Regions from separate parts of the Hordeum vulgare genome. Here region 2 is linked to region 1. The links are chromatin contacts, called in public Hi-C maps. All regions are on one chromosome and are shown on one strand. Each heading gives the region's core, a stretch centred on a gene start, on an enhancer-like site or on the middle of the called end of the contact. The rest is flanking DNA. Distances are from core to core; before and after follow the strand shown. Region 1 holds the start of LOC123426645 (serine/threonine-protein kinase D6PK-like). Region 2 holds the start of LOC123426649 (ATP synthase subunit d, mitochondrial).

Region 1 (2,700 bases), core at 171-2,670:
CGATGCGGTTCCCTTCTTCCGTTTTGCAAGAGGAGAGCCGGCAAGTGAGCGACTGCGCGGGCCGGCGAGCGTTGCGTTTGCGTCGCGTCGCCTCCTCTCTTTTTTGCACCCGCATCCCTATGCGCGGCGAGCTTCTAGGCGGCGGCACTGCCCGCAGGCTGCATGCAACGGAGAAATTACTAACATGTGCATATATACACTGGCCAGCCAGTCGGTATCAGCCAAGAAGCTGAAGCTGAGTCTATACTGACGACTGCGGTGGTATTGGGCAGGATTAGAGCAAGTACAATAAGGTACAGTCAGCAGGCTGTAATGATTAAAATACTATATTTTTGCTGAGTTGGATGAGAGAGAAGAGGAGAGAGAAGGAAAGCGGGCTTTTCGTGAAAAGCCAGCTCTAGCACGTGCTCCTAAATGCTTTGTGAAAATGAAAGGTGGGTCATATATGATAAAAATAGTACTCTTTTATAGCTAATTATTATACACGCTAGCTATAAGATGAGCTATAAGACTGCTTATAGCCAGCAATTGGCTATACTGTTAACCATGCTCTTACACCCCAGCCGACGGCGTCACGGCGCCGGCGCGTCTGGGCACAGGATCGGGCGATGGATACCGGAGGATGTGTCGCGATGCGCGCGTGGAGCGAGTGAATGCGAACGTAACGAACGCGGTGCGGCGCGGCAACAAGGCGCGCACGAGCCGCATGTGAGGTGCGATTGGGACACGTACAGGGGTGCGCCCCCAGCACAGTACTCCTGCCAAGCTACCGCCCCTCACTCACGAGGCCGAGCTCGCCACGGCCGCACTAAGCGCAGGCGCAGTTTTTTTTTCTTTTCTCTTCTGAAAAGGGCTTAGGCAGAATACAGTAGTTAAGTGGAAACCATGCGTCGGAGCGGCGGCAGGACATGACGCATCACTGTTGACGTGACAGACCACGGAGGTAACGGCACAATCAGCACGCCTCCCGCGAATGCAGCACGCAGATTACTACTACCACTACTCCAGTAACCCGATGCCCCCCATTCATTTTTTTTCTCCTGCGGGGTCGCTATTCTACTGTCTGGCTGATCACGATTGTTGCCGCGATTGCACCCACCCAAGTATTACCGAACAGTAAGCTTAACCGCTGCTAGAGCTACAGTCTCTATAGGTTTGAATCCGTTTAAACAAACAAATCACCACAGTTTGCTTTCTGCGTCCGGGTCGTATTCTTGTTGCCCTCTCCCGGCGCCGAGCGTGATAAAAACAAGTCGTGAAAAGGAAAAGGAAAAAAGAAAAGGCCCTCCCCCCTGGCTACACATTCGAGACGGGGACACGAAAAAGGGAAGAGGAGAGGGACGCGTGAAAGGAGGCACGCTACGCCCTGCAACAGGTAGCATTAATAAACAGCGGCCATAAATAAATGAATCCTAGCGTAGGGTGGTGCGTGTTTTTATTGGTTTGCGGTGGGGCGCGTCGCCCGCCCGCGTAGCCATAGCATGGGGCTAGAGTGAGTGAGAGAGAGAGAGAGGATAGGAAAGAGGAGGCACCGTGCGTGAGTTTGGTGAGTGTAGCAGGGAGGAGCGGCGTCCATAGGTGTGAGGGGAGAGGAGGCAGCCGCTCTCATCTCGCCTTCCTCTTTTGCATCCTCGTGAGATGTGCGCGCATTGCTGCCGCTGCTGCTCAAGCTGACTGCCGCCTCTTCCCCCGCTTCTCGTCCACATCCGCATCTCCCTGGTCCTGCTCGCCGCCGCTCCTTCAAAACCCTACATCATCTCGCCTCCGTCGTCGCCGCCGTCCTCCCGCCGGTAAGATTCTCACGCTCCAAATCCCCCGGTTCTCTTCTTTCGTGCATAAATCTGGTTTTTTTTAGACTCCGCGCGTTTGTGCCTTTGACTTAGCTCAAAGTAACTCCCATTTTGTTCTCCCATCCGCTGCTTGCGTCTTCTTGTCCCTCAAGCCGGCCGGAGGTTTACGGATCTTGCATCAGTTCGCTGCAAAAAAGAGGGGGGAGAGAGAGAGAGAGCGAAACCCCACCTCACCTACCGCATCTATGTCCCTTTTGCTTTCGTTTTTTCTATAGTTTTTTTTTTCAAATTTTTACTACGGAGTGGGGAAGGGGGTGACAATGAGTACAAGAGCACCAAGATCGGCTCAAGCTCCAGTTTTGCCTCAGATTCCTGCGCTTTTTCCTCCACTATGTTAGTAGTGCCGATAAGGTTCTTTCTTGTGCCTGGATACCCGCACCATCTGATCCAGTTTCTGCTTACTCTCTTGCAGGGCCTCGTGATGCCGCTTCTTGATCCAGTTTCTACCTACTCTCTGGTCACCAAACTGCTGGCACCAACGGTCCTAACTTGAAGCGCATCACCACCCACCCAGATGCGGTTGCTGCTTGCAAAGCTCCGTAAGTCAATACTGTGCTAGGAGGGAGGAGTTCTGGAGGCGGTGGGAGCACCGGAGAGGATGGGTTCTTCAGGGTGCACGGAGATAGTCGAGCTGGTGGATGAGACGAAAGATGTCCGTCCGGGCGGGGTCACCCACCTGAGGGTGAGGGTGAAGCCGGTGGGGCAGGAGCATGGGGCTCGGTCGTGCTCGGTCGAGGATGACCTCGACCGGCTCCTCAGATCGTTCAACGTGCGCACCTCCGCGCGGGCTTCTGGGCAGACAAGCACGGACAAGAGGCTTATTGCGCTTGGGAAAGCGCCGATGTCGAGC
Region 2 (2,700 bases), core at 73-2,572, 580 kb before region 1:
CGAAACCTAAAACATGATGTATTAGAATGCATACATGAAGTTATATCACAACTAGAATATTGTAAAGGGAGCATCTTAAACTATAAGCACGTTACAGGTGGTATCCTAATTCTTAATCTTCGGAAGACACATCATCCACAAGTTTAGAATCCAGTATTAAATCAAAACCATCTTGTTTACAAATTTATAGCACAGTGGTTTCCTGGAAATGCAAATAGATGGAGAATACGAAATACACATACTATCATAAGCCTCCTTGTACATATCCACAACTTTTGATCCGATTCCTTTTCTGTAGTATTCCCAGTCAATTGGCTGTGGTTCCTGCAGTAGCAATACATATAGATCTCTCAGATCAGTCGATATGCCAGAAATGGCCATGCATGCTTCATAGGTAGCCATAAGACTAGCATACACAAGTTAAATTCAAAGCTAACAACAAATAGGGTTAAAGTTTACAAGCATATAACATATGCCAAAGAAGGCTACTTAGTCCATCCTACATGCCTGTATTGAGACAGAACCACACCTTTTCCAGTCAGTAATGTTGGGGTGTGCAGTGACTTGTGAATACGTTGTTCTACACGGAGTAAAATGTAAAATGTACTGCCAAAGATAAAGAGGAACAATAGGGAGAGACACAGGATATACGACGCATCCAGAAATTTCCCCAAATGTTCTTGCTCATGTCTCAACCTCCTCTCAAATCCTGCATCAGATCCCTAAATCGTTCACTAGTTTGACAACTAAACCAACTGGGCAGGTAAATCCTAAAAGCGAATCGATATTTGATTGCCCCCTATTCATGGATCTGCGAATCCCAGGCGCAACCGCGTTGACTAGCGAAAGTTAACGATTCCCCTGATCTGATCTGACCGAGGACCAAACCCTAGCTACATTGGCCAGATCGATTAGCCGAGCGCGAGACAGGGACTGGACCCCGGCGATTGGAATAATACCTGGGAGAACTTGGTCTGGAGCTGGTGGTTGACGTCCTCGAAGGTGCGGCGGAGGTTGGCGAACTCCTTCCGGGCCTCCTCGGAGACGAGCATCTTCGCCATGCCGTCCCAGTCGATCGCCTTCCCGGCCTTGGCCGCAACGTCCGCCACCTTCTTCACCCCGCTCATCTTCGGCTCTGGATCTGCTAACCTTGCTAGACCTGTGTCTGTGTAAATCTTGATTGTTTCAGGAGTTGAGATCGGTCCAGAGTTATATGTCCCTGTTATCTCCTCCCAAGTCCCAAGTTTATGCGGCGCTAGAATGACGAGCGCTTTCCCCGCTCCAGGCAATTTCAGCCGCTAGATCTTCACTCTAAACGATCTCAGCCATTTGGTGCTGTGGAGCAGGCTTTCCGTTACCCTAAAGTTGCATTTCTCCGGTGACTGTTAATGCGGCCTGCTTGGTCTTGGCCCGTGACACAGGACTCTTCATCATTTCGAGTGAAGTGTTAAACTTGTATATATAAAAAATATTCCGGATGTATACAAAAATGTATAGTGTGTATAAAAAAAAGTAGACACCCAAAAATACATATTTTTTTTAAAAGGTTAATATTGTGTTTAAAAAATGTTAAATGTGTATATGTCAAATTTTAAACAAATGTATCAGATGTATAAGAAAAATGTATAATGCGTATGAAGAAAAGTAGACATAAAAATGTACTATATTAAAGTAGGCATAAAAAATATACAATATGGATCGACTATTCGTCATCTTGGATGAGGAATAAAAATTCCTCACCTCACCTCTTCATGCATCACATAGTCACCATAAGAACCCAAATGCATGTAAGGTAATATTACGGTGTGTAGTTAAGGGCTTTTAAAATTGACCGTGAGGGCTCTTAAAATTGACCGTGAGAAACTAATGTATCATGCATGTCAGATAAGATTACGACATACATGTGTGAGGTGAGGTCAGATTATAACATCACGGGTGAGAATTTAATGCATGTGAGGTAAGATTCCAACACGACGATGAGGTAAGATTACGACATGTGTGAGGTAAAATTACCACATCCAAAAGAACCATGTCTTTTGTTAGTTTTTATTAGGATAAAGAATTACTTATTCTTCATCCTGGATGACAATAGACTTTTATATATTTACGATAAATAGACTTATATGTGTATGTGTGTGTTGAAATATTTTAAATGTATATTAGAAATATACAATGTGTGTGAAAACAATAGACATCAAAAAAATTATTCTAAAAATATATTAATCATGTACTTAGAAAATGTTAAACGTGCATTACAACGTTCTTGACGTATACGAAAAATGTATAATGTGTAGCAAAAATATAGACATGTGTTGACGAAAAAACAAAGAAAGAAACTAAAAAAAACTAAATAGAAAAAGAAAACCGGAAAACGGTGAAAAAAAGAAAGCCCAAGGAAGAAACAAAAGATAATCGAGAAGAAAGAGAAATAAACCAGAGAAAAACCAGCAAAAAAAAGAAACAACAAAAGAACAAAGAAAATTGGGCCACGCCACTAAAAAATGGAGAAGAAACCCATAGAGAAAAAACTAGACCAAAAACTATGAAAAATGGGGGAGAAGGACTAACGATGCTGCAGTATTAGGCCCTATCGCACCTTGCGTGACGCGATGGGAGCATGCATATCGTTGTAAGCGAGATATAACTCATGTGGGTGTTAAAACCTTCTCCCCCATCTCCAACGAGTCTATCTCCAATGTA

The links. Hi-C and Micro-C count contacts between places; a contact is called where the count stands out from the background.
Region 2: a contact with region 1 is called in a Hi-C map of seedling, with 7 times the contacts expected there. The contact joins the promoter of LOC123426649 here to the promoter of LOC123426645 in region 1. A contact is called at or near these places in 3 of 6 Hi-C or Micro-C datasets (leaf and seedling) and 1 of 1 datasets of contacts at active chromatin or transcription factors (embryo).

Annotation. Positions count from the first base shown.
Region 1 is chr2H:457,989,777-457,992,476 of MorexV3_pseudomolecules_assembly, reverse strand. LOC123426645 (serine/threonine-protein kinase D6PK-like) reads left to right here and starts at 1,420. Exons shown (of 3, transcript XM_045110510.1): 1 at 1,420-1,790; 2 at 2,263-2,700. The coding sequence starts at 2,449.
Region 2 is chr2H:458,566,664-458,569,363 of MorexV3_pseudomolecules_assembly, reverse strand. LOC123426649 (ATP synthase subunit d, mitochondrial) reads right to left here and starts at 1,322. Exons shown (of 5, transcript XM_045110514.1): 1 at 960-1,322; 2 at 243-324. The coding sequence starts at 1,127.